Linked DNA regions of Sus scrofa: region 2 is linked to region 1. A link is a contact called in public HiChIP or PLAC-seq data. All regions are on one chromosome and are shown on one strand. Each heading gives the region's core, a stretch centred on a gene start, on an enhancer-like site or on the middle of the called end of the contact. The rest is flanking DNA. Distances are from core to core; before and after follow the strand shown.

The links. HiChIP or PLAC-seq counts read pairs in DNA pulled down with a chosen protein or histone mark.
Region 2: a contact with region 1 is called in an H3K27ac HiChIP or PLAC-seq map of skeletal muscle. The contact joins two enhancer-like sites. A contact is called at or near these places in 2 of 2 datasets of contacts at active chromatin or transcription factors (alveolar macrophages and skeletal muscle).

Annotation. Positions count from the first base shown.
Region 1 is chr7:48,944,109-48,949,349 of Sscrofa11.1, reverse strand. No RefSeq gene overlaps it. Among named protein-coding and RNA genes, the nearest start is that of ZFAND6, 21 kb to the left of the region's middle. Within about 2 kb of position 2,514, at least 61 of the 83 cell types and tissues checked have an H3K27ac peak or open chromatin away from gene starts, as enhancers often do. A contact at or near this core is called in skeletal muscle, where this site is marked.
Region 2 is chr7:49,026,641-49,032,082 of Sscrofa11.1, reverse strand. ZFAND6 (AN1-type zinc finger protein 6) reads right to left here. Exons shown (of 6, transcript XM_021098857.1): 5 at 673-786. Among named protein-coding and RNA genes, the nearest start is that of FAH, 18 kb to the left of the region's middle. Within about 2 kb of position 1,577, at least 1 of the 83 cell types and tissues checked has an H3K27ac peak or open chromatin away from gene starts, as enhancers often do. A contact at or near this core is called in skeletal muscle, where this site is marked.

The DNA.
Region 1 (5,241 bases), core at 1,265-3,764:
AACCATGAGTTTGTGGATTTGATCCCTGGCCTTGCTCAGTGGGTTAAGGATCTGGCGTTGCTGTGAGCTGTGGTTTAGGTCGCAGATGCAGCTTGGATCCCGCGTTACTATGGCTCTCAAACACTAGTATGTGTCAGACTCACCTGGAGGGCTAACCCAGCCCACTGAGGAGAAAGGGCCCTGGCCTTGTGCTTTTGTCATGTTTTCTAAGTGATTCTGATCTAACCAAAGTTTGAGAACCACTGGGTCAACGCCTTGCTACACAAATGGGGCTTGTGGACAGGCAGCATGGGCATCCTCTGAGAGCCGGTCAGAAGTGTATCACCTGAGTCCTCCAGGACCTACTGGATCAGTGTTGCCAATATATTTTTTTTTCCTTTTCTTTTTAGGGCTGCACCTGCAGCATATAGAAGTTCCTGGGCTACAGGTCAAATTGGAGCTGCAGCTGCCAGCTTATGCCACAGCCACAACACCAGATGCGAGTCACATCTGCAACCTACGCCACAGCTTGCAGCAACGCCGGATTCATAATCTACTGAGCAAGCCAGGGATCAAACCTGCATCCTCATGGATACTCAGGTTCTTAACCTACTGAGCCACAGTAGGAACTCCCAGAGCTGGCAATTTAATAAGCTCCTCCAGAGTATTTCTGTGCCTCTTACAGTTTGAGAAGCCCTGGGTTGACTCACAGACTGGGCAGTGTCTGCGCCCCCAGAACAAGGTTCTAGGCCCCAAAACACCACCATAGTTGAGCAGGGCCAGCCACTAGGACAGGGCAGGGTCACCATCTGTACTGCTAGGGACACAGAAGAGCGCAGGCAGACAGAAGGAGCAGGAGGGGAGAGGAAGGGTTCGTCTATTACTCAAGGAAATGGATTCTGGGTCTGGAGCAGCAGAGAGATCTCGGGGAGCAGCACAAGTCTGGACCACAGCCAGAGGTCAATTTCAGTAGGCCCCATGCACTCATCCCATTTGCGGGGCCTCTTACAGGCTGTCGGTGCACTTTGCCCAGCCAACCTGCTCAGACCAGCAGCTGCCTGAATCCCAAGCCCTCAAATTTTGCTCTGTCTCAGCCCCAGACTCAGCCTGTAAATTCGAAGGTAAAATCCAGATTCTCTCTTCTGCAGGTCCTGGTCATCCAGTCTGGACTCACTGGTAGTTGCTCCAAGAAACTTGATGACCCTGCTCCTGCCCGTGGGCCCCACCACCAGGGGACTCGGGTGAGGAGTGTATTTGGAAAGGCCCAGTTGGTCCTGATGGGCAGCCTCCTGTCCAGAACTGCCTCTGTCCAGGTTCCTCCCTTACTCCTTCGGGCCTCTGGAGTAAGATCTCCACTGCTGCTGAGGCAGCTCAGTGCTTTCTCCCCGTGGTTCTATATCCCACCCATAACTTCATAAATAGTCCCCTTGTCCATAAGTCTTCCTCACATTATCTGAATTTGAGCCAGCCACGTCTTGGGCCCCTGATTAATACAACTAGGGCAGGGCACTTCCTTTGGGAGAGCTCTTACCCCAGACACAGTGGAGCCCACTCAGCTCATCTAGGAGTCAGTACTGGAATATGGCAGGTACAAGAAAGGGCTGGTTTCCTTGTAAGACAGGACCATGAAGGGAAACTTCCCAACCATGGGCACCGCCCAACCAGACACAGGGAAGGGAGTGAACATCCCATCAAGGCCGATTTAGGCAAAGACTAAAGTCCACCTCTCTGCATCGTGCCCGAGGTTGCTTCCCGCACAGGTGGGAGGCAGGCTCTGTGACCCAGAGGGTTCCTTCCAGCTCTGAGGCTGAGTCTAAAATAACCTCATGCTGCACCCTTCACCGCCTCACAGCTCTCCAGGGACTCAGCTGCTAGGTGGTGGGAAATGTGTTGATTGGGAAGGAGAAGAGGAAGGACTGACGCTTAGCTTCCCCGGGTGCCTCGTTTTCACCTCATCAGCTGCCTGACTGTAACTGACCCTGAAGGTACAGCTGGGTGGGGTGGGACAGAACCTGCAGGAGCTGCCAGCTCAGAGGTTCAGAAAAGTCAACATATAGATTTCCCAGAGGAAGTGTAGGGTAAAACCTAGGCTCCTCGTCCAGGCAGCTGCCAGACTTCAGACTGTGGGCGACTGGGCAGCCAACACACTGGAGATGGGCCCAGGAGGCGGACACCCTGGCGCTGGGCCATGGGAAGCTGGCAGGAACAAGGCTAGACCACATCAGGGTGGCCGGGGGGCATAGTGCTGTCAGAGACCTGCCAAGGGGCCTGACTAAAGAGTCCCTGGAGAGTGGGGGGTGGAAGGGCGAGGTTCCAGGCAGCGTGGGGGCCCCAGGGTGAGGGCCCCAGGGTGGGCTCTGGGGTCTGGAGGTCCTGTGTCCAAAGGGCAGCGCAGGAGACTTGAGCAGGGAGGCATGTGGCCTTGGTCAAGGGCTTCCTCTAAGCCCCGCCAAGCCAGAGAGACACAGGCTAGTCCTAACTCTTTCGTTATTGGCCCTCGCTCCACGGAGTACACTCGACTCAAAGCTGCCCTTCCTGCCTCTGTCAGGACTGACTCAGCAGGCGAGGTGTGGCTGAGTCAGCAGGCAGCAGGTTTGAACAGCCTGGAGCCTGCGAGCCGGGGCTGGCAGGGCGCCAGGTCAGAGCGGCAGGTGCTGACACCAAGATCCTTCCGCGCAGCAGTTAGCGCCTCTCCCACTGTGAGCCTCAGAACAGCTGCTCTGGGCCGTGTGCAGACCAACAAGTGCAGCAAAGGGTACGGGCTGTAGGGTGATGCTCAACTGTCCTGGTTTCCCCAGGATCGAAGGGCTTCCTGGATCAGTGCTAAAACGGAACCAGCCCTGGGCAAACTCGGACTCTTTACTAGAGCGATGAGGCGCAAGGATTGAGGTCCTTGGGCAGCCGAGAGTGAGGGGTGGCTACAGACAAAGTGAGTAATTGCTGACCTCAGCCGAGTCCCCGAGCTTGAGCCCTGGAAGCCTGAATGCTGCAGGCTTGGTGTTTGTTCTCAGATGCTCTGAAGGATCAGGTAGCTTAGGTGTGCGGGAAACAATTAGTAGCATCTCTGACCCAAATTCCTCCAATTCTGATGCCTTCGTCACTCTTATACATGAGGAAATGAAGTCAGAAAAAAACAAACAAACATTATTTTGGTCAGGGTCTCTGCTCCCAGGGTTCCCTGGGTACTTTCGTCTCTTATCACTCTGGACTGTGCATGTTTATCCTTTGACTGTCTTTCCCGCCAGATTCTCTTCCAGAATCTCGAGTCCGATGACTGAGTAGGTAGCACATGATAGGGACTCAGCAAATGTTTAATCAGTAAATGCACCAAGATGCAATTTAGCTGTTGCTGAAACTAGAAGCCAAAACGGCAGAACGACATGGTGAAGCTGATCGTTTTGAAAGACGGTAAGTCAAAACGAGAGGACTGGAATAGACACTGTAGGAAGTCTAGTTTTAAGCAGGCAAGCAGGAAGCATTTGGACAACAACCCTACAGTCATCCATGGGGCCTTCTGTTGCTAGATTTCTGGGCAAAGGTTCTGTTTGTTTCGGGGCCACCCCCACAGCTGGTCTGACTGCCAGGTCTTCTACTGGCCTTTCATTCCTCCAACGCACACCTACTGGATCCTACTAAGAGGTCACTGGGCTTTGGCAGGAGGCAGAGGTTAGTAGAAAAGGGAGCCCCACCCCCGGGGGGGGGTGCATTTGTCCCAGAAGAACTCAGCCCAGAAGCATACAGACACACATGCAAACACACAGAGCTATAAAGCAGTAGGGAAGCAGTGGAGTGTCAGGTGTATGTGCTTCCTTTTGAAGGGCATGGCACGACCTGGCAGGTGTAAGCCAGAACCTTTAAAACAGCCAAAAGGAAGCCCTTCCTGGTGATGAGGGCTCACTCTGTGACTTCTGGTGCCTCTTGCACCTGCATTCTTGCTCACCTGTGCTGGTTCTGGGCTTGTCTCCAGATGTGACTCTTAAATGCCACTGGCGTATGTATGCCCCACTTGGCTTTCAGCCTCTTCCGTGCCAACTGAGGCTGGCAGTTGACTCATGTTTTACTCACAACCAACTCCACCCTCTCCTGCCCCCACTGACTTTGATGCTTGGTGTTTGCCTCCTGTGCTTACCAACTCATTAAGTGTTTATATGCAGTGCTTCCTCTGTGCAGGCTGTGGACTGGGTTCTGGGCTGTACAGGTAAACAAGACAAGTTCCTGTGGAGCTTGTTACTGGGGAGGAGGAAGACAATCACCAGTCAACTATATACAGTGTGCTAAGTGCTAAGATGGGTGTAAACACCTGTGGCCATCGGGTGTAGTAGGGCTTGGAGGTGGGCAAACCTGGAGTAGGGAGACTGGCGAGGAGGCTGCTGTTCTCTTTATTGGTTATTCGCTGTGCCATGAATTACAGCTTCATATCTTGTCCTTCTGCCCCATTTTACCCACCCCTTTGCTTATTCAGTCATTCATTGGCTCATTTGAAAACTGTCGAAACCCTTTTATGTGCCAGGTACTCTGCTAGGTCTTGGGAACATGAGGATTAAAAAAGACTGGTTCCTGTGCCACATTGAACTCGTAGGTTCCCAAATATGTCTTGCTCCTCCCTGCCTCAGACCCTTCACACTCATCGTTCCCTCTGTTTGGAAGATCTTGGTCCCACTCCCCTCAGCCTCCACCATTGCCAGTTTATCTCCTCCATCCTTTAGACCTCAGCTTGAAGGTCATCTCCCTGGAGAAGACTTCCTTGGTGCCTTGACCAGTTTAAGGCCCTATTGTGATGCCTCATAACAGCTTGTCATTTTCTTTCATAGAACCTATAATCATCTATTTATTAGTGGGAATACTTCATTAGGGTTGGTTCTCTCAATCACCTCTGTCAGAGACTTACTTATTAGAGTATTTACAGTATCTAGCACAGGATAATAGATTTAATAAATACAAACTGAATGGATAGATGAATGGGTGATTGGGTGGGCAGAAGATGGATGGATGGATGGGTGGGTGGATTGATGGAGGAATGGATGGATGGAGGAATGGTTGGATGGATGGATGAACTGGAGCTGAGGCAGAGTGAAGGCAGGGACCAATTAGGAGAATGACCCAATAGTCAGGACAGGAAAGAGATGAGAATCAGTGAATAGCCAAGGCAGTACAAGTGGGGAAGCTGAGGAAAGACCTGACAGGAGAGAATCCGCAGGATTTGGTCTCTGGTTGAATTTCAGGAGGGAAGCAGCGAGAGAGGAATGCAAGATGACATCTAGG
Region 2 (5,442 bases), core at 328-2,827, 84 kb before region 1:
CATCAGTTATGTCCTTCCTCATCTTTTAAGACCCAGCTGAAACATTCTACCTTCATGGTATTTTCTTTGATGAGTCTCTCTGCTCTTCTTCTTCCACATAATTATGCCCATCCTTGAATTCCCAAAGCAATGTGACTCACTTAAATGTACGTTCTTTGCCCAAGCAGTATTGCCAACATTTTTTTCCTCCCTCTCTTAACAATATTATCTAACAGCTCTGTTGTGGTGGTCAACATGTATAGATTACTGCTGTCAGCACAGGGCTATCACCACACATATATGACCTCTCTGAACCCTCCGAACCTATGACTAACTATTTTACATAGAGAAAGTACTTTGCAGCTCACCAAGTACTTAAATATTCTCTCTCACAAGATTTCAGCTCTCACAAGTCAGGAGCCACACCTCTGCCCTTTTATAGCATGACACGCTGACCTTACTTGTCTAGTACTCTCAAACTTGTCTGAAATGAGTTTTTAAAAGAAAAACTATTTGTCTCACTTCTAGGGATACGATTAAAGCTACTTTCATTTAAGAAAATTCAGAAGGTGAAGTATATCCAGTATTAACTCTCATGGGAACAGAAACAATCTTAATTGAAGCCAGGAATAGTATGTCATGCCTCATCTTAAATAAAATCTTAACTTTAAACCATGTGATTTAAGCCCTTACCAGTAAGTCCCACTTTCTTCCTGCACATGAAACAGCGATTCTTTTTTTGTTTTGGTTTTTCAAGAGACTTGCTTTGCTCTTCAGATGGCTGCTGTGCCGTATCTGATACTGAAGCTGACAAAAATAGGAAGATGGTAATATTTAATTATTCAATGAGGTTTTGATATTTGGATAGTTGTTACTCACTGCCCCCATCTGTTTATTCAGAAGGTAACTGAGTAATTTATTTATTTACTAGCATGGAAAGATAATCACATTATTTATTTACTAGCCTGGAAAGATAAGTTACAAAGTAGTTTATACAATGTTACCCCTTTTTGTTAAATGTATATATGTATGTTATGTACACATGTATACACACATACAGAAATTCTAGAATTATATTAACATGTTTTAATAGTGTCTCTAGAAAGTGCTACATTTTCTAATAATTATGTACTTGACCAATAAAAAAACATACAACACAAATACTACTTTGGTGTTCTAACGAAGTATGTAAGAAAATGGTTACATGCAAACTTCTAAATATTGTTGAGCTCAGAATGATGTAGATTTCAAAGAGAACAAGGGAAAAGAGGCTGAAATCAAGATTCAGTGGAATACTAAGTATGTTCAAAATTCTCAGAATGTTTATAAAACCTTTTAAAATGTTAGGAATAAGATAATAAATTGATTTAGGTAGTGAAACCAAGGACAGCTGTACTAAGATTCAGGTCAGATTACTGCCCTTAAATCCTAACTAATGTGACCCCTATCCCTCCCAATCCCCCCACCCCCTCACCCCTTTCACAACTACCCCTGGCTCTCCAAAATGCTGTTACTAGAGTTAGAATCTATAATGGGACCTAGGGGACATGGCACCTTGTTCTAAAATAGTGACTTGCTGGGGATCAAGTTCTTAACCTTTCCAATTTTATCACCAACTAGTCCTTCTTTAGGAATCTCCTACTCAATCAGCCTCTGGGACTATGCCGGGGACCACACTGTTCATACTGTTTACAACCAATTCAAAAGGGCTTTCTTCCTCTCATTTTCTCTAGGTCAAGTACCCTTTCTCGCAGGAAATCCTATCTCAATTCTCCTGCAGCTTTTCACTCTGATTACCCACAGTGAATTATACATATAATTAAATATTACATATTTAAAATCCCTTTACATAGTCTCTACCAAATACTGGGCACTTCATACGAGCCCCTTCTTTAATCCATGCTTCACATACTGCATCCGAATCATCCGCCTCACATGAAAATCTGTAAGATGTGCCCTCCAATGTTTAAAATTCTTTGACAACTCATCAGCCCCAGGAAAAATAAAAGGATTTTTCTCATCCTCTAGCCTCGTCTTTCATTTCTTCAATGACATTCCATGCTACCTTACAGTCATACTGAAGTATCTGCAGTTTCCCTGACTATACCAAATTCTCTCACCCCTGGGCTCTTGTAAAAGTTGAACTTTCTATGTGGTATACGTTTGCTATGCCCTTCTTGTCCTTCCTCCCTACCTAGCTAATTCCAAAATGTCTTTTTCGTTTAAGCTTCTATTATCAACTCTTACTCTATTCTGTCCTCAACAACTTAGAATATAGGAAACCCTACTATGCCCCAACAACACTTTCCACACTATTATAAATCCCCGTTTGACTTAACCTGGTCTCAATAGTGAGTTCTTTGAGGGCAGGAATCTGTCCTTTTCATCTCTGTTAGTAATACAGACCCCAGTGCCTCCTACCACATAGCAGGCACTCAATAAACTGCTGAACTGAACTAGTGTTGAGTTACTTACCTGTTGTATTTATATGTCCCATTTCCCCAACTACACTGTGAGTCTGCTGAGGAGAGGGATAGCATCTTACCCCCTGTTTGAACTTCAGCACCTATCACAGTGAACTATAGTAGTAGATGATCATATTTGATATAATGGATTCTAACTTGTTTATGTTAACACTATCTCATATTTTAACAATATATGACAAAAGGCAAAACACCACAAACCAACAAGTAAATATGCATGAATGAAGAACTCTGTAGTATGATTACTCCACCCAGACATTTTGAAGCTCGATGGGGGACAGTTCTACCAAAATATAAATTTTATTTTTATAACAGAACATAGATACATAAAGCTTTTTTTTTCTTTTTATGGCCACACCTACAGCATATGGAAGTTCCCAGGCTAGGGCTGAATTGGAGCTGCAGCTGCCGGCCTACACCACAACCATGATAACACCAGATCTGAGCTACATGTGAGACCTACGCTGCAGCTTGCAGCAACACCGTGTTCTTAACCGACTGGGCGAGGCCAGGGATTGAACCTGCATCTTCATGGACACTAGTCAGGTTCTTAATCTGCTGAACCACAGTGGGACCTCCTAAAAATTTTGGTTATTATTAATTTTGTAGCTGCACCCATGGCATGTGGGAATTCTTGGGCCAGGGATAGAACACGTGCCACAGTGGAACCCAAGCTGCTGCAGTAACAACACTGGATCCTTGACTTGCTAAGCCATAAGAGAACTCCAAACTTTTTATTTTTTAATAAATAAATATCCTTAGAATATATGCTCCATGAGAGCAAGCCTGTCTTATTTACTGTTTTATGCCCAGCCCCTAGAACACTATCAGATAAGGTTTGGCTGTGTGTAAAGAGGTCAAAAATAGTTAATTTGCAATCAGAAAAGAATATATTTATTATTTTTGAAGTCAAGGATCAGTTGGCAATCTAAAGCCATAAACTAGAGTTCAAACTTGAGACTGACCAATGTACACTACATCCCCATCAGATTAAGGGAACCTCAGTTTACCTAAAACTAGTGGCTGGTAGCTTGAATTAAAATATTTTCTAAAGGAATTCAGAAGATATACTAATGCTGCAAAAGTCGGTGATTCTCAGAAATTATTCCTATTTCCCCAATTTTTATGTGAGATTTAAGATCAAAGCATACCTTATCAAACTCTAAGTTGTGCAAGAGGAAACAATTCAATCTTTTATTTATTTATTTATTTTTTTGTCTTTTTGTTGTTGTTGTTGTTGTTATTGTTGCTATTTCTTGGGCCGCTCCCGCGGCATATGGAGGTTCCCAGGCTAGGGGTCGAATTGGAGCTGCAGCCACCGGCCTACGCCAGAGCCACAGCAACGCAGGATCCGAGCCGCGTCTGCGACCTACACCACAGCTCACGGCAACGCCGGATCGTTAACCCACTGAGCAAGAGCAGGGACCGAACCCGCAACCTCATGGTTCCTAGTCGGATTCGTTAACCACTGCGCCACGACGGGAACTCCCCAATTCAATCTTTTAAAAGGGCCATGCAATAGAAACCGGCTAAGGGCCAAAGGGATCATACTCTTACTGAACCTAAAGCCAAAATAAGGACAGTTTCCTCAGAACTAGCCTACTGGCCACTACTTTCTAAAGATACTTCAAACATCACTGGGCAGGTAAAATTAGTTTAACTACCCACTTTGAGGACCACATTCAAGAGGAACAAGGCCCTCTTGCTCTGGATCCTGGGGGAAAAATAGAAAGAAAAAGAAAAAGGAAAAGGTACACAAATATTAACAATGAGTACATAAAGCTACCTAGTACTACCTCTGTTTGGGGGCATATTCAAATGTAAGGTGAAAAATAAAATTTAACATGCGATGACATTAATAGGTACCCCTCGAACATCATCTTACAGTAGATACGTTATCTATGTAATATAATACATAGCCTTTCTTCGAAAAGTCATGAGAAGTCTCATTCAAGGATCAGACTAAGTATTCTGAGGTTGGGGACTACCTCTGCTCACCACTGTATATCCAGTGCTTACAGAGGCTGGTTGCTCAACAGACAGTGAATGAAGGTACATTCTACAATGACTCATTGAGATAAAATTCATTTCCCTTCTCTGGACCTCATTTTCTTACATGCAAAATAAGGAGGACTAAATGATCTTTAAGTTACTCTCAGCTTGAAAATCCAACAAAATGGAAAAAAAATTTTAAAAATTCAAGGGAAAAATTAGCCTGCATAGTGGCAGAGTCTAAAAAAATATAATGAAAATCATATATTTAACTTTATATTTTCTAGCAGGCATGTTAAGTAGTAAAAATAGATTATCATTTAAAAACATGACTTAAAAGTATTAACAGATGGAGTTCCTGCTGTGGCGAAGCGGAAATGGATCCAACTAGGAACCATGAGGTTGCAGGTTTGATCCCTGACCTCGCTCAGTGGGTTAAGGATCTGGCATTGCCTTGAGCTGTGGTGTAGGTCGTAGATTCGGCTCAGATCTGATGCTGCTGTGGCTGTAGAGTAGGCCGGCCGCTGTTCCAACTGGACCCCTAGCCTGAGAACCTCCATATGCCTTGGGTGAGGCCTTAAAAAAAGCAGAAAACAGGAGTTCCCGTCGTGGTGCAGTGGTTAACGAATCCAACTGGGAACCATGAGGTTGCGGGTTCGATCCCTGGCCTTGCTCAGCGGGCTAAGGATCTGGCGTTGCCGTGAGCTGTGGTGTAGGTCGCAGATGCGGCTCGGATCCCGTGTTGCTGTGGCTCTGGCATAGGCTGGCAGCTACAGCTCCGATTAGACCCCTAGCCTGGGAACCTCCATATGCCACGGGAGCAGCCCAAGAAATGGCCCCTAGCCTGGGAACCTCCATATGCCGCGGGAGCAGCCCAAGAAATGGCAAAAAGACAAAAAAAAAAAAAAAAAAAAAAAAAACAACAAAAAAAGCAGAAAACAAAACAAAACAGATTTCGGACTAGCCACGTTTCAAGTGCTCAACAGCT